Regions from separate parts of the Rattus norvegicus genome. Here region 2 is linked to region 1. The links are chromatin contacts, called in public Hi-C maps. All regions are on one chromosome and are shown on one strand. The core of a region is the stretch at or near the end of the contact, and the rest is flanking DNA. Distances in the headings are between cores, read along the strand shown.

What was found. Hi-C and Micro-C count contacts between places; a contact is called where the count stands out from the background.
Region 2: a Hi-C map of the A7r5 cell line shows a contact between it and region 1, with 2.6 times the contacts expected there. The contact joins the promoter of Armc12 here to the promoter of Def6 in region 1. A contact is called at or near these places in 2 of 12 Hi-C or Micro-C datasets (the A7r5 cell line and frontal cortex).

The regions. Positions count from the first base shown.
Region 1 is chr20:6,265,482-6,272,398 of GRCr8, forward strand. It overlaps Def6 (DEF6 guanine nucleotide exchange factor), which reads left to right and starts at 4,842. Exons shown (of 11, transcript NM_001191717.2): 1 at 4,842-4,972. The coding sequence starts at 4,877. Zfp523 (zinc finger protein 523) reads left to right here. Exons shown (of 14, transcript NM_001134755.1): 13 at 658-771; 14 at 2,003-2,777. The coding sequence ends at 2,101.
Region 2 is chr20:6,584,613-6,591,596 of GRCr8, forward strand. Armc12 (armadillo repeat containing 12) reads left to right here and starts at 4,961. Exons shown (of 6, transcript NM_001113777.1): 1 at 4,961-5,130; 2 at 5,965-6,110; 3 at 6,467-6,601. The coding sequence starts at 4,968.

The DNA of each region.
Region 1 (6,917 bases), core at 3,592-6,091:
CTTGCCAGGACTAGTGGTTTGGGCCTGTAACTGAGGCAGGAGGACTACAACTTTAAGGTCAGTCAGGGCTAAGCAGGGTGTGTGGTCCAGCTCAGGAAAAGAGCTGCCATCTGACATATGTGAAGTCTCCCCTCAAAGGCCAGGTGTGGTGATGCACACCTTTAATCCCAGACCTTCCTGCAGAGGCAGGAAGGTGTCTGTGAGTACAAGGTCAGCCTGATCTATATTATAACAGTCTCTAGGACCACAAAGAGAGCATTCAAAAACAAACAAATCCAGTCCCCTCAGCAACCTTCATCTTTGAAAGACGTCTTCAGACAGCGTGCAGGACAGGCGCAGTGGCCCACAGTGGCCTACAGCTGTAATCCCAGCAACTTGGACCTGGATGACAGCTTACCAAGACCCTGTCTCAAAAAATACAAAACTAGGACTAGGGGTATAGCTCAGTGGCTATGTACACCCAAGTCCCTAAGGTCAGTCCCCAGTGCTGGTACTACCGCCCTGACAGCCTCCAAGAAAATCCTGCACTTTGAAGAAAAAAAAAATCCAACTGTAATCAGTTCTAAATCCCGGGCTTTCGGAGTGGCCACAGTGGTTTTCTCCGTTCCCAGCCCCAGTGTCAGCAGGAACAAGGTCTTTCTGCTTCTGTGTTTTCAGGTCACAATCATTACCTCTGGGGCCTTGGTGACCGAGGACTCGAGTGTGGCATCTCTTCACCACCAACAGGTGGCACTGTTGGCCACAGCAAACGGAACACACATCGCTGTGCAGGTGGGTTGAGGAAGGGAGGGAGTGGGATCCTGACCTGAGCGGGCAGTGAGGGGAGAGGGGTGGGGAGGGGAGGATGAGGGGAGGGGCAGTGAGGGGAGGGGGAGAGGAGGATGAGGGGAGGGGCAGTGAGGGGAGGGGGAGAGGAGGGTGAAGGGAGGGGCAGTGAGGGGAGGGGGGTGGGGAGGGGCAGTGAGGGGAGGGGCGTGGGGAGGGGCAGTGAGGGGAGGGGGGGTGGGGAGGGGAGGGTGAAGGGAGGGGCAGTGAGGGGAGGGGGGTGGGGAGGGGCAGTGAGGGGAGGGGGGTGGGGAGGGGCAGTGAGGGGAGGGGTGGGGAGGGGAGGGTGAAGGGAGGGGCAGTGAGGGGAGGGGTGGGGAGGGGCAGTGAGGGGAGGGGGAGGGGAGGGTGAAGGGAGGGGCAGTGAGAGGAGGGGGGGGTGGGGAGGGGAGGGTGAAGGGAGGGGCAGTGAGGGGAGGGGCGTGGGGAGGGGCAGTGAGGGGAGGGGGGGTGGGGAGGGGAGGGTGAAGGGAGGGGCAGTGAGGGGAGGGGGGTGGGGAGGGGCAGTGAGGGGAGGGGGTGGGGAGGGGCAGTGAGGGGAGGGGTGGGGAGGGGAGGGTGAAGGGAGGGGCAGTGAGGGGAGGGGTGGGGAGGGGCAGTGAGGGGAGGGGGAGGGGAGGGTGAAGGGAGGGGCAGTGAGAGGAGGGGTGCGGAGGGGGAGGGGAGGGGAGAGCTCAGGCCCCCTCTGCCTACACCGAGGACCTGACTGAGGGAGACTGGGGAGTCCTTCACCTTGGGGTGACTGAGGCAGCGCCTCAGTCTGTGGTTCAAGCTCTAAGGCTTTCTCCTCACCTGGGAGATAGAGAGACTGGAGCAAACTCTCTCCAAGGCCCTTTCTAGTCAGTCTTTTGTCAGCCAGCTCTGGCGCAGAGCAGCCTGTGGTCCACCCAAGATATACCTAACAGGACTCTTTATCAGGGAGTTTCCCTCTAGTACAGTCCTGATAGGAAAGAGCGGTGGTGGCCACGCCTTTAATCCCAGTGCATGGGAGACAGAGGCAGGCGGATCTCTGAGTTCGAGGGCAGCCTGGTTTAGAGAGAGAGTTCCAGGACAGCCAGGGCTACACAGAGAGACCCTGAAAAGCCAACCAAGCAACAGAGCAGCAGGCGGAGTGAACAGGCGGCCTGTGGGGTCTGGAAGGAGGCCTCACCCTCTCACCTGCCATTCCTCCCCACAGCTGGAGGATCAGCAGACCCTGGAGGAGGTCATAAGCGTAGCCACTTCTGCCATGCAGCAAGGGGCCGTGACCCTGGAAACCACGGAGAGCGGCTGCTGAGCCCAAGAGGACCGGCTCCCACACCACACTGGAGAGGGCACCATGCTCATAGGCAGCCCTGCCAACGGGGCCCCAGCTGTGGCTGACCCCAGGAAGATGGCCGCGTAGGCCTCTGGGGCGATGAGGCAACAGGGAAATGGCCTCTAGTGGAAAGGGCTGTGGGCTACACCCAAGGTGAGGGCCGGGCAGCAGGCAGTGGACGTTGAGCTTGGTTACCAGGCTGCCTCAGACACCTGCTTCCCTCCCTGGGGAGAATGCTCTCCCCACATCTGTCCACTCCCTTTCTCAGGGAGCAGGTGACTAGGTGGACAAGGACTGGCCTCCACCCTGACTGGTGATACCACCAGGGGAAAGGTTGGCAGCTTCTCAGCCCAGTGCCTCCCAGCAATAACCATCTCCTGGGAGCAAGGTGGCCAAGATGCCACCCACCAGGGACTCCCCACCACCACAGTCAGAATTAACTCCTCAGGGGCCTGTGGCTGGCGTAAGGTGCCTCTTCACTTGTCTGTGGCAGAAAGACAAGAGAGTGGCCCACACCTGGACGGCTGGGGACTGGGTTTAATTTGTTTTGTGGTTTGGTTTTTTTAATCCTATTTTGATAATTATTTTTTTTCCTGCTCTGGGTGGCGGTGGCAAACGGGTGAATTGAGTATTTAATAAAACTTGCAAGTTTCCACCCCGGCTCCTCTGTCATTTCAGCACTGGGCCCTGGCGGCAGGGCCCGCTTCCCTGCATAGCCTCAATGCCCACCCGGCAGGCAGGCAGGGTGGCTCTCCGTGGGTCCCTGCAGGAGGTCCCTGCAGGAGGAGGCCCTAGGAGAGGAGAGCTCTGAGAGCTGCTGATAGGCTTCTGCCCACATCTACACCAAACAGGTCCTGAGTGGCTGTGGCCGGATCTGGGGTTGATGCTTGGGCTCGGGAGAATTCTGGGTCTGCCTTGCATTTGTTAAATGGAGCCTGGGCCCTTCCTTCCCAGCCGCCTCCCCATCCCGCACGCCCTCAGCGAGGTTCCCATGCCCTGTACCTAGGCAGACACCCCAGCTCTGTAACCCAGTGAGTGGGCAGGACATCTAGGAACCCTACTGAAGAACGAGAGAGGCCAGAGTGGCCAAAGCAGGACAGGTGCTGGAGGTAACTCCTGAGGAACAGCTGTACTGCTAACCACAGCTGTGTAGGAACATCGTAGGAGTCGGCGTGACTCTTCCTCCCTCCTATACGATGCTCTAATGAGCCCCCAGCCCCTTCCTGCCACCTGAGAATAGAGCCAGGAAATCAAGGACCAGGTGCATAAGTGCATCCTCTCCTGGGCTACCCAGAAAGCCCACATTTGCTGTTGCTTATCTGGGATCTTTTTTTTTTTTTTTTTTTAGGTTTTTTGGTTTCTTTTTTCCTGTTTTTTTCTCCCCCAAGACAGGTTTCTCTGTGTAGCCCCGGCTGTCCTGAAATTACTCTATTAGACCAGGCTGACCTCAAACTCAGAGATCCGCCTGCCTCTGCCCCCCGAGAGCTGGGACTAAAGGCATGTGCTACCACTACCCAGCCTTGTTTGTTTTTGAGGCAGAATTGTTCTTTGTAGCCTAGGTGGTCTCAAACTCAAGTTTTAGAACTCCCAAGAGAGAAGCTATAGTGTGTGTCCCCAAATCCTGTTTGCTGTTTACTCTGGACGTCAGCCCTGTGTAAGTGGAGGGGATAGGGGTGCTTCCCTGGGAGTGTGCGTGCGTGCGTGCGTGCGTCCGTGCGTGCGTCCGTGCGTGCGTGCGTGCGTGCGTCCGTGCGTGCGTGCGTGCGTGCGTGCGTGTGTGTGTATGCGCGAGTGCATGCATGCTCCAGAATTAGCCTCCAGAAAGCTTCATTGAAATTTAATGGCCACCATGATCTATGTGGGCATCGCATCTGAGGAAGTGGAGGCTGCCCCTGGCTTGCCCCTGCCAGGGCCTCTGAGGTGAGCCTCACTGTCAAGGCCGCCCCCCCCCCCACACACACACCGTGTGCCTAAATACAGCCTTTGGTGTCTTTAAGGCCACCAGGTACAAAGTGGACAGCATCCTGAAGTTTCTATTAGAGCCAAGGCCAGGGGGCAGGGGGAGGGGATAGCAAACCAAAGTGCCAAGGCACCCACCCCATCCTGGAGACGCGCTGGCTCCATGCTTCCTCCGGTTAGGTGACTTTTGCTTTTGTAGAACTCCTCACTGAGGTCCTGCTAGGTGGCCCGAAGAGAAATGTCCTGTCCCAAGCCTATAGTTTTCTTTATGTCCGGTCTCCGACATCCACACAAGCCCTGTGAGGTAGGAACTTACTAAGAATAGACTCTCAGGAGTAACTGGTCCAATCTCATCCACTTGGTAAGCTAGACACCTGATCCTGCCTCCCTCCATATCTGGAAGGGCCTGCCTTCTGTCCTCTAGAGATAACACCGGGAGCCTTGAAAGGTACTGGGACCTGGGTTCAGTCCCCAGCTCCGAAAAAAAAGAAAAGAAAAAAAAAAAAAAGAAAGAAAGGTACTGGGACAAGCAGACTTCTAAAGTCTGAGGGAGCCAGGCCCAGCCAAGGAGGGGGTCTATCTCGGGGAAGGATAGCTCTGGTCCCTTGCAAGGAGTGAGAAGTGGAGTGTGGCTCGAACAACTGGCCAGGCGCTGGAAGCAAGAGGGAGCAGGCAGGTGGAGCTCTCGCTCTGCTGCGCGCCAGGGCCTCTCTCTGCGGTCTGCAGCCGTTTGCATTTCCTGAAACCGGATCTTGGTGTCAGAGCCGCCCCTGGGCCGGGGCGGGCACCTCAGCCATGGCCCTGCGCAAGGAGCTGCTCAAATCCATCTGGTACGCCTTCACTGCACTGGACGTGGAGAAAAGCGGCAAGGTCTCCAAGTCTCAACTCAAGGTAAGGGGGCATCCTTGGGGCTCAGGGGAGGCTGACTCACCACACCAGTTCCCACCCCTGGGAGTCAGCCACGGAAGCCCTTGCTACCGGCAGACACCTTACCATCCAGCAGCCCTGGCCCTGGGTGGAGTCTTGACGTGGAGTGACAAAACCAGCGGAGCTCAGTGGATGCTTCCCAGAGGCCCCAGGTTTGTGTCACCAGAACCCACCGTCCAGAACCAAGTACCCTGACTAGACAGTGGAGGCGGCATCGCGAAGTTCTGAGTTTCTTCAGTAGCCAGGCCCCCTCCTAGGCTCCTTGTGGGTTCCCCAGCGTCATGCTTGGGCACGTACCCCGCTCCTCCCTGTGGCTTCCTCATGGCTTTGAAGAAAGACAGTTAGTTAGTGCTTGCCAGTTACTCCCTTTGGAGCCGAGAGCCTCCTCCATTTGCAAAGCGAGGGCTAATGTGGGCCAGCTAAGGGGTCATGGCCAAGGCTCCACAGTGTTTGTGGCTCACGGCTCACCGTCCTGCTCTGCCTGTCAGCACAGGAACACAACAGGTTGGGGTGTTTATCTTATGTCTTGAGACCTCAGGCTGAGGGTAGCAGGGGAAGCCAGGCCTGAGAAAACTCCTTCTTTAGTGACCACCCCCATCCCAACTCACACCCCCCCCCCCGCCCCCGCCTCTGTACCACTCATATCATCTTAAAACCATTAGGCCTGGACAGCTCTCTCTCCTTCCTGGGTAGGTGTCCTCTTCCCAGGGGGTTGGGGTTGGGGTAGGGGATGTAGGGGGAGACACCAGAGGTCTGGAGTCTGCAGGAGCCAGGGAGACCCGGAGCCCAGTGTCAAAGCAGCCTCAACTCTCTGACCCTGCTAGGGGTCCAGTCAGTCTCTGTAAATACTTCATCTAATGCTCCACTCGAGGCTGTGTCTCCCTTCCACTCTCCCCTCAGAAGAGTGGGGCTATTTACAACTTCCACTGTTCACAACCAAGACAGGAAGCCTGGGAGGCAAACGGGACAGAATAGGCCAGGCCCACCTCCATCTCAACCCCGATATTGCTGAAGTTGGGTCCTAGGAACTCAGATGCTCCAGTTAGTTGTGTCCCCCCCTTCCCCCCTTAGCTGGATTTGGGAGCATCTAACGCCTGATCTAACTCCCCCAGGAAGGAGAGAGTCCAATACCACCTCTGGTTCCCTAGAGAGGCAGGTTAGCCCTTCCCATGTAAGCCCCCCTCATCCCGCCTGGTCGAGTTCTGCCCATGAAAGAAAACTAGATCGTCCAGATACCACTCCTGTAGAAACTGTGCCCCCACTCGCCTTCCCCCCCCCCACTCTGTCTCTCTAGTACCCTACCACATGGCTTCTGTGTTCCATCTCTGTGACTTCTGACCCCTCTCTAGGCTCTCCCTGTGACCTATGTGCAGAGGGTACAGCCCTCAGGCAGTTCTAATTTTTTGGTGTTATCAGTCAGGAAGGCCTCCCAACTAGAGTCTCCCCCCTCATCCCCCACCCCCCACCCCCCCACCCCTCGCCTCTGGGTTAGCTTCTGACTGGCCCCATTCCCACCCCACCCCCACTCCCCGGGCAGCCACAGGTTGAGCATTTCTGGGGAAGATTCTCTAAGAGTGCTCACTGCGCACCTCCCAGCTCGAGTACAGCCCAGTCGCAGTGACATCTCTGACCGTACAGGACTAACAGTAAATGTCACATCTGCCCGACAGGAAACTTGTCCACTCTCAAACAGAGAGTTTGGGGCCACGTGGAGGTGAGGCAGAAATGCCAAGGCCCCTGCATGTGAGGGAAGGGTTTCTCTCCTGGGGGCCCTCTGTGGTGGATGCTGGGCTGGGAGGGAAGTAATAACACTGTTGGAGGTGGGGAGAGGCAGAGAAGAGTAATGGAGAAGTGGTCAGAAGGCAGAGGAAGAAGCAGAGGACAGAGAGATACACCAGCGGGGTACACC
Region 2 (6,984 bases), core at 3,711-6,210, 320 kb after region 1:
GTTTGTGGCAAGCCCTGAATTCAATTTCCAGCCCTAATAAAGGAGACGCGATGGACTCTGGAATCCTAGCAACTCAGATGGTGGAGGTAAGTAAGCAGAGTTTGAGGCCAGCCTAAGCTACCTGTCTCAAAAGCTGATATGAGGTGTACTGTCAGGTTTTGTGTGTCAACTTGACACAAGCTGGAGTTATCATGGAGAAAGGAACTTCCGTTGAGGAAATGCCCCCATGAGACCCAGCTGTAAGGCATTTTCTCGATTAGTGATCAAGAGTGGAAGGGCCCAGCCCATTGTGGGTGGTGCTGTCCCTAGGCAGGTGGTCCTGGGTTCTATAAGAGAGCAGGCTGAGCAATCCAGGGGGAGCAAGCCGGTAAGTAACATCCCTCCATGGCCTCTGCATCAGCTCCTGTCTCCAGGTTCCTGCCCTGCTTGACTTCCTGTCCTGACTTCCTTTGGTGATGAACAGCCATGTGGAATAAACCCTTTCCTCCACAACTTACTTTTTTTTTAAAAGATTTATTTATTTATTTATTTATTTATTTATTTGGTTCTTTTTTTTCGGAGCTGGGGACCGAACCCAGGGCCTTGCGCTTCCTAGGTAAGCGCTCTACCACTGAGCTAAATCCCCAGCCCAGATTTATTTATTTATTTATATGTGAGTACACTGTTGCTGTCCTCAGACACACCAGAAGAGGGCATCAGATCTCATTACAGATGGTTGTGAGCCACCGTGTGGTTGCTGGGAATTGAACTCAGGACCTCTGGAAGAACAGTCAGTGCTCTTAACCACTGAGCCATCTCTCCAGCCCCCCAACTTGCTTCTTGGTCATGATGTTTGTGCAGGAAGAGAAACCCTGACTAAGACAGGTGGCCAGAGAGTTGATTCCGCCACTCCGAGAACATGTGCTGTTCTTGCAGAGGACTCGGGTTTGAATCCTAGCACCCACAGGGCGACTCTCAACTGTAACTCCAGTCCCTGGGGATCCAATGCCTCCTGCTGACTTCTCCCAGCACCAGGACACATGTGCTGTACATGCCTGACTGGGTGGCATAACCTGTCACCCCAGCCACTCAGGAGGCTGAGGGACAGGATTTGCTTGGACATGTGATGCAGACACCACATTCACACCTGGCCCCCCCAAAGCCAACAATGAAGCAGCTGATAAGGCTTGGTATCATAGCAGAAGACCCCAGATCTGACCTATAGTACTATAGGGAAAAAAGCTATGAGCTCAGGAACATGTCACCCTGGGGGCCGATCACCCTGGTTCCCTCTGAATTGTTCGAGGGCAGATCCAGAAGAACTGGGCTAAGAAGTATCAGGAGGGATCTAGCGGCAGACGAACAGAGAAGAGTCTTTAGAGTCCTTTTGTTTGTCTCAGTTTTTTGAGACAGGGTTTCCCTATGTAGCCCTGGCTGTCCTGGAACTTGCTCTGTAGACCAGGCTAGCCTTGAACTCAGAGATCCTCCTGCCTTTGCCTCCCAAATGCCAGGGTTACAGGCCGGCACCGCCATTGCCTGGCTCTCTTTAGTGTTTAAAGAGCAGAAGTAGGCACACTAGTTAAAGCACACTAAAATTCAGTCCCCAGAACCCAGGTTAAGTCCCAGGTGGGTGCGGTGACCCACTTGTAAATCTAGCCACTGAAGGCAGAGATGGAATTCCCAGAGTAAGCTTGTTAGCAAAACTAGCTGGGCTGGAGAGATGGCTCAGTGGTTAGAGCACTGACTGCTCTTCCAGAGGTCCTGAGTTCAATTCCCAGCGACCACATGGTGGCTCACAGCCATCTGGAATGGGATCCGATGCCCTTTCTGGTGAGTCTGAAGACAGCTACAGTGTACTCACTATCAGAACAAAAACAAAACAAAACAAAACAAAAAACCCTAGCCTTTATCCAAATGCCTACCTTAATGAGTGAGGCAGGGGATTGATGGTGTGGTGGCCAGCCTTCCACACCTGGGAAGAAGGATGTCCAGGTAAACAACTGTCTGCATCAGATTGGCCCGTGTCTGAGCATTTTCTTGATTGCCAATTGAGGTGCCATTCCTAAGCAGGAGGGGTTGGGCTGTGTAAAAATGGTCAGCTGACCACGAGCCAAAAGAACAAGCTAGGAAAAGACATTCCCTGGTTTCAGCTTCAGTCCCTCCCTTGACTTCCCTAAGTGTCAGACTGAGACAAGGAAGTGAGAGGCAAACACCCTCTCCCCACCAAGTTGGTTCTGGTCACAGTGTTTTATCACAACAAACTGGAGGGCAGAAAGATTGTTCAAGTCGACCTTGATCCTCCGCTTGTGTGCGTGCATACGTACGTGTGCATGTACTCTGACACAAGTGGGCCCATTAACACACACCACAGACACCAGAAAACAAAAATAAAAAAAGAACCGTGACGTTCGCAGAATCATCTCGGCTGGGGTCAGAAAGGGTAGGAAGGCTGGGTGAGAAGGCAGAGGCAGAGACCAGCTAAAATGGGCTCTTCTAGCCTAGCTCTTCCAGGAGGGCGGCTTACGGCCCCAGTCCACACCAGAGGCTGGGACAAGGGAAGGTTCCAGACACCTCTGGAGTTCAGAATAGAAAACCTAGACCCCCCCTCAGCCCCAGGCAACTCTGCTCTTTCTTCCCTTCAGGGTCACGTTAGGCTCTTTGCACTTTAAGACTGACAACATGACCTAAAGACCTACCAAGTGCAGGCTCCCATGCTGGATGCTGCTAAGAAAGACAGGCCCCAGCCTTTAGACTTCCTCCAGGAGGCTACAGACTCCAGAGCTGCAATTGGAAACTAGACGGGACAGCAGAACTGTCTAAGGTGTCCACCCGTTCTTTTCAAACTCGGGTGGGCAGAGGGATCGATGAGTGAGGAACAGTCTGTCACTCGTGTGGGAATCCAACACAAAGTTATGGATTCTGAAAGCTGACTGTGAGCTTCCCCCAAGCTGTCCTCAGGAAAGACACCCAAAGGCCCAGGCCCAGAAGTGGGCCTCTGCTGCCCTCTAGTGGAATAAAGTGGAAATTGGCACCCGCTGGCCCCCTCAAACCTGGCTCAAAGAAAAAGGAACAGGAGAATGGTCAAAATACACAGCACACAGGTACTAAGAGGTCTTAGTGAAACTCCTCAGTTTGAACAGTAAATGTGTATGCTGATTAAAAATAAAACGAAGGCGGCAGTGCACACCTTTAATCTTAGCACTGGGGCAGTCTGGTCTACAAAGCGAGTTCTAGGACAGCCAGAGCTACACAGAGAAACCCTGTCTCAAAGAACAAACAAATAAACCAACAGGCAAAAGCCAGACACAATAGTGTAATCTGAACACTGATCCCCTTGAATCAAGTCAGTGAGCCCAGGTTCAATGAGAGTTCTTGTCTAGGGAAGCCTAGAGAGATTCTCAGCAGTTAGGAGTGCATGCTGCTCTTGAAGAGGACCTGGGTTCAATTCCCAGCACACACATCTTTCTGGCAGAAATGCTCACAAACCTACACACATATATAAACACAGGCACACAAGGTAATAACAATGCAGTAAGAGGGAGCTGGAGGGATGGCTCAGTGGTCAATCCTGAGCAGGAAAACCCGCCAATCCCTGAGCTCACTCAAGCTCAGGCATTGAAATCCCACCAATCCTCACCCTGGAAATCTCCCAGGGGAAATCGCCCCACCCCAACCCCAACCCCGCTGGGCAAGAAATCTTTTATAAACTTTGCCACCTACTCAGTTCTTAGCTGCTTCTCACTGGAGCAGAGACAGCCACCCTCCCAACAGATCTCTTGTGTAAGATTTGTTATGCAAATGTTGACCTCGTGGCATTCCCTGGCTCCCAATTGCCAGGATACCAATTTGTGAGGAGCAAAGCTGTAACATTTTCACAAGAGCAGAGCTTTGTCTGGGTATACTCCCCCCCCCCCCACCGAGCAGAACTGTAACACTTGATAACCCTTCCCTAGGGGAAGCCTTTTCCTTCTGAACTGCCAACACTTAGACCCACAGCAAAACAGGAGCTGGTCATGGTGATGCACACCAATAACCCACCGTCACTAGGGAGGTCAAGGCAGGAAGACCAATCAGTATAATAAGAGCCTGAACTAGGTGATATTTCCCTTCAAAAATAAGAGGGGGTTGGGGATTTAACTCAGTGGTAGAGCGCTTGCCTAGCAAGCCCAAGGCCCTGGGTTCGGTCCCCAGCTCCGAAAAAAAGAAAAGAAAAAAAAATAATAAAAGAGAGGAGATAGAGGGCTCCTCGAAGTTAAATGCCCTTGCTCTTCCAGATGACCCTAGGTCGGTTACCCGCAGAGCGCACACATCACCCAGCTCGCCGCTATCTGTCACTCCAGCTCTAGCAGGTCCAACGCTTTCTTCTGTACTCCTCAGGTATCCAGTGCATGTGACTTTGACACAAGTAATTTAAAAAGCCAGGCGTGGTGGTGCACGCCTTTAACCCCAGCAAGGGGAAGGCAGAAGCAGGCAGATTTCTCAGATCTGGGTTGGCCAGCCAGGGTTACACAGAGAGACAAACAAGCACTGACTGCTCTTCCAGAGGTCCTGAGTTCAATTCCAGGCAACCATCTATGATCACAACCATCTATAATCAGATCTAGTGCCCTCTTCTGGCCTGCAGGCAGAAAACTGTATAGTGTATATATAATAAATAAATAAATATTTTTAAAAACCCCATAAAACTTTTCAGTGGTTTTCTGTGCTAGGCAAATACTACTTCTGAGCCCTACTCCCCTCCCTACCTTCTACCCCTAGAGTCTCTGGCTTCTCTGCAGCCTCCCAAAGCAGCATCTTCTCTCAGCACTCAGGGCCTCTTACTTCCCTGAGGGCCATCCTTGACCCCCGTCATCTCCAAAGTTTCCTTTGTTGCCTAGTTACAATTCTAGCACTCTGGTTCTGGGCCCTGCCAGGGTTCTGGTTCCGGAATGTTCTCTCCAGGTGCCTTGGGCCTAGCTCCTACCTAGCCACAAGGCAGCACTGAAGACATGGGTAAGACCATTCCCTCGTACCTGGAGCAACTGGACCTCCGCAAAGGCTTCATAGGCCTGGCTACAGGTGCCGGGGCCATATACCTGCTGTACAAGGCCATCAGAGCTGGCTTAAAGTGTCAGTCACCGCTCTGTTCCGACTCACCTATCTGCATTGCCCGTGAGTGTCCAATCCCTGGGGAGAGGGCTTTGCCCCAGGAGGTACCTGCTTCTAAGGCTTCCCCTTCCTTCTTTCTCTTCTCCAGTCTGCCTCAGTTTCCCTCCCCCTTCCCAGCACTAGCAAGGCACGGCTGTAGAAGCTAGTTTGGGAGTCTCTGGGTAGCAGCTCTCTGTGGAGCCAGTCTCCAGGAACTGTCCACCCTGCTCCCTCTCTCTCTGGTCTATGTATTGGAAACTGAAGTCAAAAACTTGGTCAGGAACTGGAGACACTGAGGGAAAGAAAAGTTGAGAGACCTTTTTGCCCTGAGTTTCCAACTAGGTCATGGGGTACTTTAAATGTTTATCTTATGTATTTGGGGGTCTTGCCTACCTACGAGTACTGACGTAACGGACAATTGTGAGCCACCAGGCGGTTGCTGGGATTTGAACTCAGGACCTCTGAGAGAGCAGCCAGTGTCCTTAACCACTGACCCATCTCTCTAGTCCCCCTAGGGTACTTTTGTGGCATCAGGAAAAGGGTCACTAAGTTGAGACACGTTGGTTGCCAACTGCCAAGAGTATCCCGATGAGAACAGAACCCTACCAGGAAAGTTGTAACTGTGAAAAGACAAAGGAGCGACCGACACGCAGACAGCACAATAGTAGACATGGTTCTTGGTGTGGTGCACACTTGGTAGGGTAGTCCGGGAAACGCTCCACTCAGCAGACCAAAAGTTTCCATTTTAGGAAAAGCCTTAGACCTCAGCTTCCCTCCTTACCCCGTTTTCCCACTTCCCAGCCCCTTGCGTTCCTCAATGAGTCCGTATCCCTAACTGTGGACTGGGGTGTTGTTTAGGCCTGGCCATAGAGAGAGAGCGCCACGGGCGGGACTCGGGTGAGATTCGAAGACTTCTCCACTCTCTAGAGTGCAAACACGATGCATATACCAAAAGCATGGTCCTTCATAGCATCACCCGCTGCGTGTACTTGCTGGAAGCTGAGGTGGGCTGGGCTGGGCTGGGCTGGGCTGGGCTGGGCTGGGCTGGGCTGGGCTGGGCTGGGCTGGGCTGGGCTGGGCTGGGCTGGGCTGGGCTGGGCTGGGCTGGGCTGGGCTGGGCTGGGCTGGGCTGGGCTGGGCTGGGCTGGGCTGGACGGGCATGGCCGCGCCCCTCCCTGTCAGTCTGGTTCCTGGCTTAGAGTTCACCCCTAACCCCACGACTGCCTAGACAGCATCCTCAAACCTGTCCCTCTGCTTGACGGTAGCATCAAAGGAAAGATGACCTCAGAGACTCAGGGGACAGCGGGGGCCCAGGACACCCGCCTCTCCTGTCTCTCCCACCTCTCTTCACACACTCTAGGCCTCTGCTTGTACATTGGATGACATCAATTTGATCGCTGAAATGCTGGATGACAAGGACAACAGTGTCAAAATCCAAGCTCTGAACGCACTTAAGGCTTTCTCTGGCATCAGGAAATTCAGACTCGTCATTCAGGCAAGATGGGCAGCGTGTTCCCCAGAGTCTGGGTCCTTTAATTTGATGATAGCCAGGAAGTTTGAATCCGAGTTTGTAACCTGGAAATGAGTGGGGGAGACAGTGGTCAGCTTCGTCCCACGCCACTCTAGTCTCCACAAGAGCCTGATGAGCCTGGACTCTCTAAGGGCAGATTCTTAGACACCAGCGCATAACCAGGCTGGTTGTGAAACTGGGGTTACCACATTTTTCCTGCTGTGTGTGTGTGTGTGTGTGTGTGTGTGTGTGTGTGTGTGTGTGGCCCTGGCTGTCCCACTGTCCTTAAATTCAGAGTTCTGCCTGCCTCTTCCTCTCCCCCCCCCCCCCCCCCTGGAGCTGGGGACCGAACCCAGGGCCTTGCGCTT